2 separate regions of the Mus musculus genome follow, and region 2 is linked to region 1. A link is a contact called in public Hi-C data. All regions are on one chromosome and are shown on one strand. Each heading gives the region's core, a stretch centred on a gene start, on an enhancer-like site or on the middle of the called end of the contact. The rest is flanking DNA. Distances are from core to core; before and after follow the strand shown. Region 1 overlaps Auts2 (autism susceptibility candidate 2). Region 2 overlaps Auts2 (autism susceptibility candidate 2).

Region 1 (7,131 bases), core at 2,256-4,755:
CACGCACGCGCATATTTGTGCGTGTGATACCGACCAGCCTAGACACAGGGGCTTTCATGGTGCTTGTGGGTGAACACTGAAAGAAGTCTCACTTCCCTCCAAGAGGAGTGTGGGCCTGGAACACTAGGACATTTTTCCACTAGTTACAATGACAGTTTGTGTTGGGAGAAAGTTGCCATTAAACTCCAGTGTGGGCTGCCTCACTGTACGTTTGACTTTCGATTGGTGTACACCCAGGCTGGCCCCTCCAAAAATTCCAAGTTCTGATTCAGAAGCCCAAGTCTGGCTGCTGATTCTTAACCATATTCTTTTTTTTTTTTTTTAATTACATTTATTTGATTTGTTTGGGAGGGAGATGGGAGTTCCTGTCCCTGGATATATGAGTGGAGGTCAGACAGCAGGCAGCCTGCATGAGTTGGTTCTCTCACACCAACATGTGGGTCCCAGGGACCAAACTCTGGCCATACGGGTTGGCAGCAAACACCCTTCCCCAAGGAGCCATCTCGCCAGTTCATCTGGCCATGTTCTTGTTATAGGTTGAAGTCTCTTCTTACAGACCAGCACAGCCATGATTCCAGCCTGGCTACTGCATTAGATGTCTCCAGCACACCTAGAGATCTTTGATTTCCAGAAAGCTGTTTCCAGGGACTGGATGCTGTCTGGCTTCAAACCTTGAAGTCTCACACTTGTCCATCAAGATGTCATTTGAACCTCAGCAGTTCTTGAACACTTACCAACCCTATGCTTGAAGTTCCTCTCCTCCATGATGATCTTACTGGTTTTTTTTTTAATGCTTGTCCACCAGGCTGGACTCAGAAACATGTTACTTCTCCTTGCCACCGGACTATACCATAGCTTACCATACAGTCTCCCAACCAAGTGCGAACTAGGCTGGACCCTGTTTAACTTCTGGGACCAGAGTACTTGGGGCATGGCCACAGGCTGTGGAGGATAATATATATTCTCTTAGATATCTAAGGTGGACTGGTTTCTTTTCTCATTGATAGGACTGAATGCATCTCCGGAAGGGCTTAAGGGATGGCAGGGTGACTCTGTAGGTAAGGGACTGTGTGTGGGTAAGGTCCCAAGCCTAAAGAGCTAAGTTTGATCCATGAAACCCACAAGTAGACGGAGAGAACTGATTCTCAAAGACAGTTCTCTGCCCTCCACATATATGCTGTGGCACACATATGCCCACACACATTCCCACCAGAGAGAGAGGGGTGGGGGGGGAGAAGGAGAGAGGGAGAAAGGAGTTTTATTTTGTTTTTGCCTAACTCTCTCCCAGCCAAGCTATTTTGGCACGGTCCTTTGCAGCTTAAGAAAGAACTGGTTTATTTTGGTTAGAGAGGATCATGGGAAGAAATCATGGCGGGCAGGAACAGGAAGCTGGCTGACTGTACTGCATCCCTAGGAAGGAAACAGAGAGTAAACAGGAAGTGGGGTCAGGTTATAAACCCTCAGGACCCACCTCCAGGGACCCCTTCTACTAGCAAGGCTCTGTCTCCCAAAGGTTTCCAAAGATGGTGCTACCAGGTGGGAGCCAAGACTCACACATACACATTACATTCAAACCATAGAATAAGTTTACACTCAGCTCTCTCCTTCAGGCAAACAGGCCAGCAGCAGCAGCATCTTTGCAGCAGGCACTTCGGCACCTCTGACAGTTTCTCTAAAGTTTGCTTTAGCTGTGGAATTAGGGGTCATGGAATAGATACCGATTAGTTCCAGTAGATACTGTGGGTTTCTCGTAATTGTCAGTAATTGCGCACCAAGCCACCGTCATGCACAGCAGAGCTCACCCTACCTGTTCTGCCCACACTTGCTGTGACGCACCTTTCTGGTTTTAGTGATTTTTTTTTTAAAGAGTTATCTCAGTGGATGGTAGTAGTGCACACCTTTAATCCTAGCACTCAGGAGGCAGAGGTAGGCAGATCTCTGAGTTCAAGGACAACCTGGTCTACAGAGCAAGTTCCAGGACAGCCAGGGCTACACAAAGAAACCCTGTCTCGGTTTATTTAAAAAAAAAAACAAAAAAACAAAAAAAACCCAACAACAACAACAAAACAAAACAAAACAAAACAAAATGTGTCTATGGAGTGAGTGAGCACACATGAGTGCAGTGGCCAGGAGAACTGGTCCTCTTGCCCTCACCTTGAGTGTTAGGATCACAGGTGTGCACCACTACACCTGTTTATGAAGTTCACAGGATCAAATCCAGTGCTTCCTGTGTGTATGTTAGTCATAAGCACTTTACCAACCAAGCCACCTATTTAGCCCTGGGTTTCCAGGTTTTTCAGTGGATCCATTGTTTTCCTAAGACAGGGATAGTAGGGATTCTAACCTGCCTGGGAAAACCTAAGGAGGTCGATTGATTATAAAGAACTAACAAGATGCATCATCTCAGCTCTCTGTCTTCCCTAGCCATGCCCAAATCCTTTACTAGATTCTTATGTTCAAAGGGGGGTCATCATACCAATGTAAGCAAAACAACAGCCATTTGCTATGTCAGAATTCAGGAAGCTTGCAAGGGTTTCCTCTCTTACTGCCGTCTGTTGTCCTTCTCCAAAGGTGGGCTCATCGTACCCTACCTCAGCCAGACATGCTGGCACACACCTGTCAGCCCAGCACTCAGGAGGACCAGGAGTTCGAGGCCATCCTTAGGTATATAAGGAATTTGAGTCTAGCATGGCCTACAAGAGACTCTGGTTAAAAAGCAACCTCTTCCCCCTCCTCCTCATTATAGAAGTGTTGCGTAACCTTTGAGGCCCATCTCCTTTGTGTGTTCTGCTCCTAACTCAGCTCTGCACACCAGCAAGTGCTCCATAGACCTAAGTAGAAAGGCATTTATTTCTCTTGCTTTAACATCTCCTCTTTGAGACCCTCTGCTGGAGGCTTTAGTAATTACTAACGGAAACAGGAAGACAAGAACCAAAATGGAACAGGATTTGAGGCCAGCCTGTGTGCTACACGAGACGCTGTCACAGTCTGGGGGTATGGCTCAGCTACTAGCGCAGTCGTTTAGCATGCGCAAAGCCGTAGGTACCGTCCCCAGCACCTCATGAACTGGATGCGATGGTGTGTGCCTGCAATCCCAGTACTCACTTGGGAAGTAGAGGCAAAAGAATCCGAAGTTGAAGGCCATCCTTAGCTACTTAGGGAGGTTGAGGCTAGCCTGGGCTATCTGAAACCTTGACTCACTAAAAGAAAAACAAACAGAAAAAGGAATGCTCATCCCCTCTCTGTTTCTCTCCCCCACCCCCACCCCCGCCCCTTTACTCCCTGCACTGTGACCGGGATAATTGAGTTGGAAGTAACATCAGTGTTTCTTCATCTTCCTTCAGGCTCACACGCGTTCCTCACCCAAAGGGAGAGAGATTAATTGAGGTCTTTTATCTTCCATTCAAATGAGGCTTTTCTGTGAATTGCTCCCACCCTCCCAGCCCCATCAGCTCTCCTCACCTCCCCACACTCATTAGGAGCTGAACCTGCCATGAGGATAGCCACCCTCCCTCGATCTCTATCGAGCCACAGCATCCCTCCAGGGTCCTCATCTACCTCCCCTGATATCCCTGACCTGGCATCACCCTCAGTCCAAATGTGAAACATCCTTGGGGGGGTGGGGAGCCACGCAGATCCAACCGGAAGCTGGGCCCACAATCCAACCCTCCCCACTCTGCCAGATGGCCTGGTACAGCAAGCCTTCTTTCAGAATTAATAACTTGCCCTCTGGAGGGCCAGCTCCAGCCAGCCAGCCTTTGCATTTCTCCAGCTCAGTGTATTCCCCCTCCCTGCCGTGTCTTTGGGCTGCTCTGTTCAGGGCAGACTTCAGGCAAGAGAGCTGCCTCCTCTCCCTCTATTTCCCCTTGCCTTTGGCTTCTGACGGTGCAGCTTTTAATCTAGAAATTATGGTAAGCTGTATGTGCATTTTGAGAGTATATCATTGCGGCATTTAATTAACAGTTATTAGTGTTAGCGTACTGCGCTGTATTCTATGTCACAAGTCATCAATTCTCCCAGAGCAGTTATAGCAATTAAGAACTCCATCATACCTTCTGTATAGTCATTTGGTAGTTTTCCAGATCTTTTCAAAACTGGAAATTACTAATCAAATCATTTCTGCTCTGTGCCTCGATATCGTTTATTCCATTCCTAATGATGTGCAACTTTTTTTTTACTCTCTCTCTCTGTCTCTTTCTCTCCTCCTTTGGCCGTTAACGGAGGCATTCGTGCGTGAGTCTAACCCATTTCACACTGCCGTCATGCTTTGGCGAGACGATAATGAACTTGCAGGAGGAAATGCACACGTTGCTGCTCTCTGAGCAGAGCACCGTCTTGCCTCTCCTGCTGTTGGGTGATTGAATTGTAGGAAACTGGGAAACACATCCACAGACCTACAAACCTAACTCTGCCTGTTGCCGTAGCCACCACAGTGGTGCTTAGGGTCAGAGCTCAGTACTGGTCCTCTCTGCCCAATCTGTCAGGCTCCTAAACAGTCACTAATTATGTTGGTTGTGGTGGTGGTGGTGGTGGTGGTGGTGGTGGTGGTGGTGGTGGTGGTGGGGAGCCTAGCCTTGGCATGAGCAAACCCTTAATAGAGAGGTGAAAATGGAGAAGCCCAAGAGACTCCCCTCCCCAGATCTCATCAGGTAAAGTTTGTTGAGAGTACCCCTGAGCTGGCTGTCACATGTTCTGAGGCTGGCCTGCAAGAGGGCATCTTCCTTTCTTAGCCACTTGGATAACTCTGAGTGAAAAGCCAGGGATAGTCCAACGGCCAGACTTTATGGAAAGGCCCTTGGCTGGCTTGTGGTGATGTGTATCGAATAAACGAGAAAGAGCCAGCTTGCTGCACCCCCAGGGGATCCTTTTTCAACATCCAGGAACACTGCCCCAGAAGCATCCCCCAATGGCTGAATCACCACCATTTGTGCGGGAGTAAGCAGACTGTGCTGCAGACAGCTGGCGGGAAGGTTGACTTCACTGTAGTGCCAGGAGGGTCTCTGCTGTGCAAGGGCTGGAGCCAGGGCCAGGGCCAGGGCCAGGCCAGCCCGCTCGGAGGCCGTTGACTAGTCTGATCAGACTAGGACCTTGCCAGACCCTTCTCTTTGCCCATTTTGGCTGCCGCCTGCCTTGGCTCCATCAGACCACCAGGCTGCTTGTACGGTTTGCAAGAATAGATGATCCAGCCCCTTCTGTGTCAGGCTGAACTGCAGGTCTTTTGCCAGGCCTAGCCCTACCCAGGCATCCTCATTAGTCAGGCTCAACCTGCAGACAGGCCTATCGGCCCCTCGTTATTTGACTTTGTGTTGTGTAAACATGTGTATGAAGGAGTCCAAAGTCTAATCGCTGCGCTCCAAGCATCTCGTTGAACTTAAGGACAGAGAGTGGTGCTCATTTTCAACCCCGTGTAACAGTGACACGTGTAGAAGTGTGTGATGACCCTGTGGACTGGAAGAGTCAACAGTTGGAATGGGAAACTGAGACTCTGCTCCTCAGATCCATTTCATGCTGTGATCCTTCAAATAGCCCAGTGACGACAACCACTAGGAGCCTTTCTGGTCTGCCTCTCTCTCTGCTCAAGTGTCGATCTCTGTGAAATAAAATGTAGCCCAGCAAAACATGGCAACCTCTGCCATCAAGGAACTATCTTTAAAAAAAAAAAAAAAAAAAAAAACAATAGTTGGGGCTAAAGAGGTGACTTAGTAATTTAGAGCATTGTTGCTCCAGCAGAGGACCCAGGTTCAGTTTCCAGTGACTCACAACCATCTATAACTCTAGTTCCAGGAGAGGGAGCACTCTCTTCCTGACCTCTGTGGGCACCGAGTGTGCATGTGGTATGCATACATATATGCAAGGAAATTACCCATACACATAAAATAAATTTATTTTTTTAATTGATGTTCAAGGCTGGAATCATGGTGCTCCCTTATCATCCCGGCAGTGAAGAGGCTGGAGAGCCAACCAGTCTGGCCTAGTTTGGGAGTTATGAACAGTGAGAGACACTATTTCAAAGAGAAATAACATGTAGCTCTCTAGGAATAAAATTCCAGTGTTGCCTTCTGACCTCCAGACATTACATACATACATACATACATACATACATACATACATACATGTAAACCCACAAGCACCTGTGCATATACCCCCCAAATGATGCTGACCTTGGTAATAGCTCCCTCAGTCTCCTCACAAACTTAAAAGAAGGTACCTGGGATCCCACATGGATTTTCTTCAACTCTGTGATATGCTTGCTGGGACCCTCATGTTGATAGCCAGGGTGAAGAGTCATTTGGAGAGCATCATGGATTTTTGCATCTTTATATTGCCACACCCCTTTTGCCACCATCACTAGCGAAGTCTGGTAGCACGCAAGCAAACAGAAGGGGAGTCAGGATCGTGTTCAGTCACACTTAGGAACAAATACTGACGTCTGCTTGGAACACAGAGCATCTTAAACTTCTCAGCCGCGGAGTTATGGGAAACCCTAGGATCTAAGAAACCCAATGCACTCATCCCAGTTCAAGCCCACCCACTCAGAAAGACTAGCCAGCAGGGAAGTGCCATTCATTGGCACACACTAAACTAAAGGAGGTAACTTCTCTCAGAGAGAAATCCCCAGTGGACAAATGGCGTTGCCCTAAAATTCAAGTGTGGTTTGACTGCCAAGGTCTCCGTTACTGAAAACAAAAGGTAAACAACTCTTAGTTTAATCTAGGACACTCAAGCTTTTGTTTGTATTTTTGCTTGTGTTTTATCTTTGAGTGTGTATGGGGTGTATGTGCATTGTCAGTGTATGTGTGCATATGTGTACGTACGTGTCAGTCAGTGGGTGCACCATGTGACATCACACATGTAGAGGTCAGAGACACCCTTTCCCTTTGAGACAGGATCTCTTCTTATTCACTGCAGTGTGGGTAAACCCTCATCTTAACCCCAGGACATGAGGCAGCACCCTGCTCACTTCTACCTTCATTCCACTGTATCTTCAACCAAAGGGTGTGGTAGTCACACACACACACACACACACACACACACACACACACACACCCTACCCCCACGCCCTCCCTCCAGACAGGGTTTCTCTGTATAGCCCCTGGCTGTCTTGGAACTCACTTTGTAGACTAGGCTGGC
Region 2 (7,407 bases), core at 4,473-6,972, 140 kb before region 1:
AACATGGAGGTGGGCTGGCAAGATGGCTCAGTGGGTAAAGGTGCTTGCTGCCAAATCTAATGACCTGAGTTCCATTCCCAGGACCAAATTGATGGAAGCAGAGAACTCCCTCAAGTTGTTCTCTGATCCTCAAACAGGCACCACAGCACTCACATGCTCATAAAAAAATAAATAAATAAAAATGTAGTGAAAATAAATCTCTGGAAATGTTGGTAGTGGGACATAGCCAGCCTGTTCCTTCACCCACATCACTTTCTGCTCCACTCATAGTTGTCTCAGAACTGCAGATATTTAATTTGTAAACACTTAATAAAAACACTGTCACAGGGTCGGCTCGTCTTCTCTTGACCGCCACATCAAAATCGATACATCCCCTGGGTATCGTGCCATTATTGTCTGGGCTGGGGAATCTAATAGGATTAAGTGTTAGGGTCCTATCTGACACCACAGTCCACAGTCCTAGTTAGATGAGGTTAAAGACTGGCTTGCCATCGTAGAGGCGCAATTGCTTAGGGGTCTGAAAAATCATTACAGCTTGTCCTCTTAAACGTTGATTGTTCCCTGGTGATTTATTGACAAAACACAAAAAGTGCTCTATACTGCGCTCTAATTATATGTATGAGGCCATAAGATCTCATGGGAAATTAAATAAAATTTACAGCTTGATGGTTTTATGCTCCTGGGAGACATACCTTCTTAATAAGATCTTTTGGCTGGGAATATTTATGAGGTTAAAGTCCGTAGGCTTGAGCAAAAAGACCTAACCTTTCCACGGGAGGTGGGGAATGGGGTGCATTTTGATTTCTTAGAAGATAAATGATCGTAATGAGATTTTTTTTCCAGGGTTTAGGAGAAAAGTATTCAGTTTGTCACATCAAGCATTCATCCCTAAAACTACTGGAGGACAAAGCCTTAAGGGCATAGGGACTTTGTGTCCCCATTTATCTTGCACAAGGCTCCGCTCATCCCAACCCCCACCTCCGGAGCACACCATCCTCCTCACATTACTCCAGTGACTTCCTGGTATGATTAGCCTCCATCCCAGTCGGAAAGGGGAGGGGGCAGAGTCTAGTTAAGGGCAATTATCTAAGAGGTCAAGGTAGGGAAAGGAATTGGAGGGAGAGAAAAGGAACATGAATACAAATGAGCTTCATCCTGGTGTACTTGAACCCACAGGAGCAGTTTCCACGGGCTCAAGGAGCCCCAGAGGAGTTCCTGCCTATTGTAGACCGAGGCTCTTCCACCAGATCACTTTCTCCTTATGTCAAGGGTGGCCAAGGCCCTAGCCCCTGTTCCATGGGTGTGTTTCATCTCTGAAATGTTGATTGTTCTATACCAGTCTCTAATTATACCCATGAAGCTGTAAGGTCTCAGATGTCAGAGTATAAAAGAGGGAAGGAGGAGAAGAAGGGGAGGAGATCTGATAAGGATGACGATTCTTCCTTACTGTTCTTCACTTTGAATACCATCCACCCCAGAGTCCACATGGACCCTCAGTGAAGTCTAGAGCTTGTTAAAGGACTGTATGAACAACGACGGAGAGCACAGCCATTCTCTTCCCCTTCCTGCCTTATTCTCTCACACATATGCATCCATACATGTGCCATTGATAAATATGGAATGATACATTTTCTTTGTGTGTGTATATTTATGTGTTGTGTATGTGGTGTGTGCATACGTGTGTATGTGTGTGTGTGTGTGTGTGTGTCCTATGCTAGTGCATGTGGAGGCCAGAAGAGGATGTCACTCTCCCCTTACTTGTTGATACAGGGTCTCTCATTGAATCTGAAGCTCACCATTTTGGCTAGGTCAGCCAACCATCGAGCTCTTGTGATCTACCCTACCATGCAATGTCTGGGTTTGGTCATGCACAGCTCTTCTTAGCTTTTACGTGGGTGCAAGAGATTGGAATTCATGTCTTCCTGATTTCACAGTGCGCTCTTTATCCACCAAGCCAACTCTTTGGCCCCAGAATTACAGTGTTATCTGTGGGTGGAAGGACAATTATGTATACCTCAGTCTGGAGTAGTCAATGCCTGTCTGTTATTTTACTGCCCATGTGTGTGCATATGTGTGAAGGTATAAGTGCAGATCTGTATGTGTGCACGTAAAGGCCAGAAGTCATCCTTCAGTGTCCCTTCTCTGGGATACCAACCTGCAACCTTAGTCGAGGATCTCTGAGCCTGGAACTTGCCAGTTGGGCTAGACTGGTTGGCTAGCAAATTCCCAGGGTCCTCTTGTCTCTCATCTTTGTAGCTTGGAGAGTACAAATATAGTCCATCACACCGAGTTCTTAACATAGATTCTGGGGATCCAAACTGTGTCCCCCATCCTTGCACCACAACTCTCCTATCTACCAAACAGTATCCTCAACCCCTGAATATTCTTTTATGGCTCTGTGATTTGTATAGGAGGCTGGTATTCATTCTCACTCTGAACTGAGGTCCCTCCTCATTCAGACACAGCCAGCTCAAGCCAGCGTCTCAGCCAACATAGAGAGAGGAGAAAAATTTATTAAAGAGAGCCAGGTTCCCTTGATAAGCAGAAAGTAAGAAATCCCTATTTAATTTAAATACGATATTTCTGTCTTCGTTAATTTAAAGCACGTGTGTGATCATGTATCCTTTCATATTTGGTGGTCTGCCCTGGAGGGAAACGGAGGCTCGACAGTGAAGCCAAGAAGCAAAGTCTAGGTTACATTTTAATAAAGATGAATAACCCTAAAAAATGTTTGAATTATATGGAAGTAAGATTTGTTGCAAGTTACAAATCAAAGCCTGAATTGTCACTTATCTCCTAATGATGCTTCTACACAGATTATTAATTTCATTTTAGAAGCCCAATGAATGTTATATTTTATGACATTGATTAAACATCTTGCTGCCTCCCAACCATCCATCCTTTTCATTTTCAAAAAATCCATATCGGAAAATTTTAACAAAAATAGCTCATAAATTCATATTTTACAGCCTAGGAAAAGTTGACAGTTCTCCGTTCTCCTTCCAGCCAGCCACAGACATGAACTCTTATAGACTGGGAGCATTTCTGCTGGGGGAGGGGGGTGGAAGGGGGGGTCTTTTCTCATCCTCCTGGGTCCTCTTGCTTCTTTGGGAGGGGGTCGTTTGTTTGGAAAGGTTTCTGAGGTTTCGGGAAATCCCGTGTGAGGATTTGGTGGTGGAGTTAGCTTCATCTGGGTAATCAGGGACCTAACTCGATTTCTTGCTCTGAGATAAGCCAAGCCTTTCCCTCTTCCGGGTCCTGGGGGAGGATTGGCCCTCCCTGGTTAGCTCTCAGTGTCCTTTGGAAATCAGAGAGGAGAAAAGCCCTGTTAGCCCCTCTGCGGAAGTATTATAATAGATTGAAAAGCCTCTGAAGGCCACAATGAGATGGTAGGTTTCAGACCAGCCTTCAACACACTAGGAAAATTCCAGGCTGAGTATGCATGCAGGCTTGTATGCTTTGGTGGGTGGCATGTGGAAGCCGGAAGTCAGCCTCAGTGTCATTTCTCAGGAGCCACCCATATTGCTTTTTGAGACAGGTTCTTTTACTGACGACCTGGTACTGACCAGGTAGGTGAGGCTAGCTGCCCAGTGAACACCAGGTACTCTCCTTTCTCTGACTCTCCAGTGCTATGACTGCAGGGATGTCTTAACAACTGATTAAACCACAGCATTTTAAATTAACAATTTGAGAATTTCATTCATGCATACAGTAAATTTTGACCATATTCACTAGCCATCCCCCACCCCCGCCCTCCCAAACTCCTTCCAAATGCTCCTTCTAACTTCATCTCTCCTTGGTTCTTTGTTTCGTTTTGTTTGCAGTATCTCAGAGAGTCCAGTTTGTATTCAGAGGTGTGGGGCCATCCACTGGAGCATGTCAGCCTACCGGGGGTCATACCCTTAAAGAACGAAAACCGATTCACCCTCCACTAGCAGCTGTCAACTGTCAGTAGCTCCTCAGCTGGGGTGGGGACTCATGAGCCCCTCCTACATGACCTTTTACAACTTAATTCCATTTATATGTGTGTGTGCATGAGTTTATGTGCACTGCATGCGTCCAGGTACTCATGGGAGAAGGCATCTGGTCTCAGGAGCTAGAGTTACACCCAGGAGCTAGAATTATAGGTGGGTGTGAGCTGGCAGATATGGGTGCTGGAAACCGAACCTGGATCCTCTGCAGGAACAGCAAACTACTTAGCCATCTCTCCAGCTCCTATACATGTCTGTCTGTCTTGTATATGGATACTGGGGATCAAACTCAGACACGTACTCTCCCAACTGAACTTCCCAGGGCTCAGGGTGAGGAAATCAGGGAGAGAAGACCTCGTAGTCAGCTCCCTGTGTTCCGATTTGTGGTTCTTTAGGCAATAGAAATACCTTTGAGCTCATCTGCTTAGATTAGCTCCCATTAAGAGACCAATTTGTTCCCTCAGCACACCGATCTCAATGGCTCCTAGAGTCACCATTCATTTGTGTTCAGGGAGGGTTCTGGCACCTGGATTTCCACGCCAGCCTGTGGCTGAAGCTAGCTTTTCCTCCAGGAAAGAGAGGCATGTTTGGAGTTCCTTGCATGAAAATGAAGGACAGGTCAGTGCAGAGGAAGAACCTTTTGATGCTCAGTGACATGTCAGGGAGAAGAGAAGATAGGCTATTTTGCAAGGGTGATAACGTCCAAGCAAAAACTCATTCAGTCAGAAGGCTCTCTGCTCGGCGAACGTTAATTTAATGTAGTAGGCATGGTGGGGTGATGCATTCTCCCACTGCAACCTAGATCAGCACTGTAAGGAAAGGTGTCTTGCCAGGCTCTTCAGGAGGTCAGCACACTGCAATATGGCATCAGGATTAAGGGTGTGGGCTCAAGTGGCTCAATGCTAGGGGTCCAGTCTTGTGGAAATTGTTACACCTTGCAGGTGTACTATACTCTTAAGCCACAGTCCTTCCCTAGGGACCCTGTGATGGCCAGAGGAATAAGGATAAAGCACTTAGTGTGCTAGGCCCAAGTTAGCGTGTAGTATGTGTTCTGTCATCATCTTTCATTAGATAGCAGGCGATGCATTAGACAGCAGTATCCGATGGTTGGTAGCAATGGTGGTGGTAGGTTTTTGTTGTTGTTTTATGCTTGTTCATTTAGTCTTACCTTTTTTTTTTTTTTTGCATTTCCCCTATTTAAAAGTGTGGACTGGCTGGCGTTCCAAACGGCAGTGCACAGCATGCAGCTCGGCTCTGCAGAGCCTCTGTGGTGGACCTGGCGCTAAACCAGTTCTAAATGACGCGGCCTCATTAGGAGAGGTCAGCAGCTTGTGTCCTGGGGTTCTCGGGAGCGGACTGTGTGCAGGCTTCGAGAAGACAGCAGCTGCGTGGAGATGGCTTTTCCAGCATGCCGGGAAGCTTTCCTGAGTGACACATCTTGTCCTCCTTTTTCTGTCTCATTTCTTTCCCATCCCTCTCCTTTTCGAATTACCCCAACCCCCTCAGCCAACCCTCTGTAGAATGCCCCAGCACTGGGGATGGCGCATAAAGGGAAAATATGGCATGTTTACAGAGAGAATTTTCAAGAAGTGTTAATTTAATATGCTAAAGTGTTCCCTTCAGCATTTTACCTTTCTTGTTGTTTTCACAAAACAGCCAAGACTAAATAATGAGCCCGGGGCTGTGCCCTTTGGTGGCATGCTAGCTCATTACCCACCGGCGGCCTCCATCTGCCCTCATGGCTGCGTAGGGAGCCATTACGATTATGATGGAAATCTCAGAAGCCATTACCAAGGCGCAGCAGAGGACCTACTGCAGACAGCCTAATGGACTAATTTGTAATTGGGAGAGGGAAATGAGTTAGCGAGCTGGGGCCGGTTTTGATGAGAGTGGAAGTACGCATGCTAAATGTGATAAATGAATAGGAATGTATGTTTGCGCAATGGGCTCTACAAGGCTTTCCATCTCTCCCGGGGACGGAGGCGTGCTGACAAGCCGTGAGGCTCGGGGAGAAAAGGGCTCAGGGGAGGCAGGCAGAGATTCAAGGAGAGTAGCTAAGGATAAATCGGTGAGGAAAAGGAACGGCAGCCAGAATCCAAGGGAATGGTTGCATCTGCCTTGAAAGTGGTAATTAGGAGGCATTTTGGTGTGCATGTCTTTAACAGTCAAACAGGATGAGTAGGAGTCCCAAGCGCCTGCTGTGGGAAGTAGAAAGCTGGGGCACTGATGGCCAGAGAGGGAAGCCGGCCTGGGGCCTGTCATCTCACAACTGATGGTCCATATAGGTTCTGCCTGCAAAATGGAGCTTATAACCAGGCATAGTGGTGCACCTCTGCATCATCAAAATTAGCAAGGTTGAGGCAGGAGGATTCGTTGTGAGTTTAAGGCCAAACCTAGGCCATGAGCTCTAAGACAACATGGGCTATATAGGAAGTCTTAGACCAGCCTGACCTACACAGTGAGTTCTAGGCCAACAGTCAGAGCTACATGGGGAATTATTGATCAGCATGACCTACCTAGTAAATCTAGGCAAGCCTTGGCTACAAATGAGTTCGAGACCAACCTGAATTTCAACCTGAGTGCTAAGTCAACATGGTCTCATACAGTATGAGAGCTTGTCTCAATAGAAACATTTTTTTAAAGGACATTATTAGGTGCCACAGGTCCTTCTGTTTCTAGATTTGCTGGCAATCTAGCCAAGGGAAGCCCTTACAGGCCTGAGGCAGGCATTATATGTGTTGGGGGAAATTCCTAGGTTGAGGTAGCTGATCCTCTGTGCATCTCAAGCGAACAGCTCGTTGGAGGGCCACAGCGTCACCTGGCTCTCCATGCTGGACAGCATTGCGTGCAAGATGGAGCTGTTTCCTGGAAACTGGTACAGACTTCTGCTTGTTGGTCCCACCCAGGGTCCTGTCAACCCAGCTGAGGCAGGTCTCTGGCTGCTCCCAAGGAAAGAGCTATAGTCCTTTGCAAATAGGCCTGGCCTGGCCACCTGTCTCAAACCTCACTGTGCTTGGGACTAACCTTGTATCTTCCTTCTCCTTCAGATATGGTTCCCCAAGGGCCTCCAGGGCACCTTGCTCTTATTTCTCCTCAATCTCATCATATCCCTTGAACGTGCAGCTCAGGCCCTCATGTGCTGCGGCTCCCAGGGCCTGCCAACCCCAACCTCTCTAAATCTCATCCTCTCTGGGAGCAGGCTTACCTCAGGCTTGAAGGTTCTCCTGGATCTCAGGACTCTTCCTGTCCCGTGGTGGTTCTCATCTTCCTCAGGATCCTTCGGGGAAGAAGGAAGCTCTGGAGCAGGCAGCTGAGCCCAGTGTAACTGTTTCTCATACTGATTGTGGATGCAATCAATCCCCACTCCCCAGCTCTCCTCACCTGGACTCCAGGGCACATTTCTTCCATCACAATGGAAAGTTCCCATTTTTCTCAC

Evidence for each region. A called contact is a pair of places that touch in the nucleus more often than the background predicts.
Region 2: a Hi-C map of the N1E-115 cell line shows a contact between it and region 1, with 4 times the contacts expected there. The contact joins two enhancer-like sites. A contact is called at or near these places in 3 of 484 Hi-C or Micro-C datasets (the N1E-115 cell line, lens fibers and nephron progenitors) and 3 of 115 datasets of contacts at active chromatin or transcription factors (differentiating embryonic stem cells, embryonic basal ganglia and pancreatic cancer cells).

The regions. Positions count from the first base shown.
Region 1 is chr5:131,571,820-131,578,950 of GRCm38.p6, reverse strand. All of the region lies in intron 5 of Auts2 (autism susceptibility candidate 2), which reads left to right. Among named protein-coding and RNA genes, the nearest start is that of Gm29681, 160 kb to the right of the region's middle. Within about 2 kb of position 3,505, at least 18 of the 459 cell types and tissues checked have an H3K27ac peak or open chromatin away from gene starts, as enhancers often do. A contact at or near this core is called in the N1E-115 cell line, where this site is marked.
Region 2 is chr5:131,716,181-131,723,587 of GRCm38.p6, reverse strand. All of the region lies in intron 5 of Auts2 (autism susceptibility candidate 2), which reads left to right. Among named protein-coding and RNA genes, the nearest start is that of 4930563F08Rik, 160 kb to the left of the region's middle. Within about 2 kb of position 5,722, at least 34 of the 459 cell types and tissues checked have an H3K27ac peak or open chromatin away from gene starts, as enhancers often do. A contact at or near this core is called in the N1E-115 cell line, where this site is marked.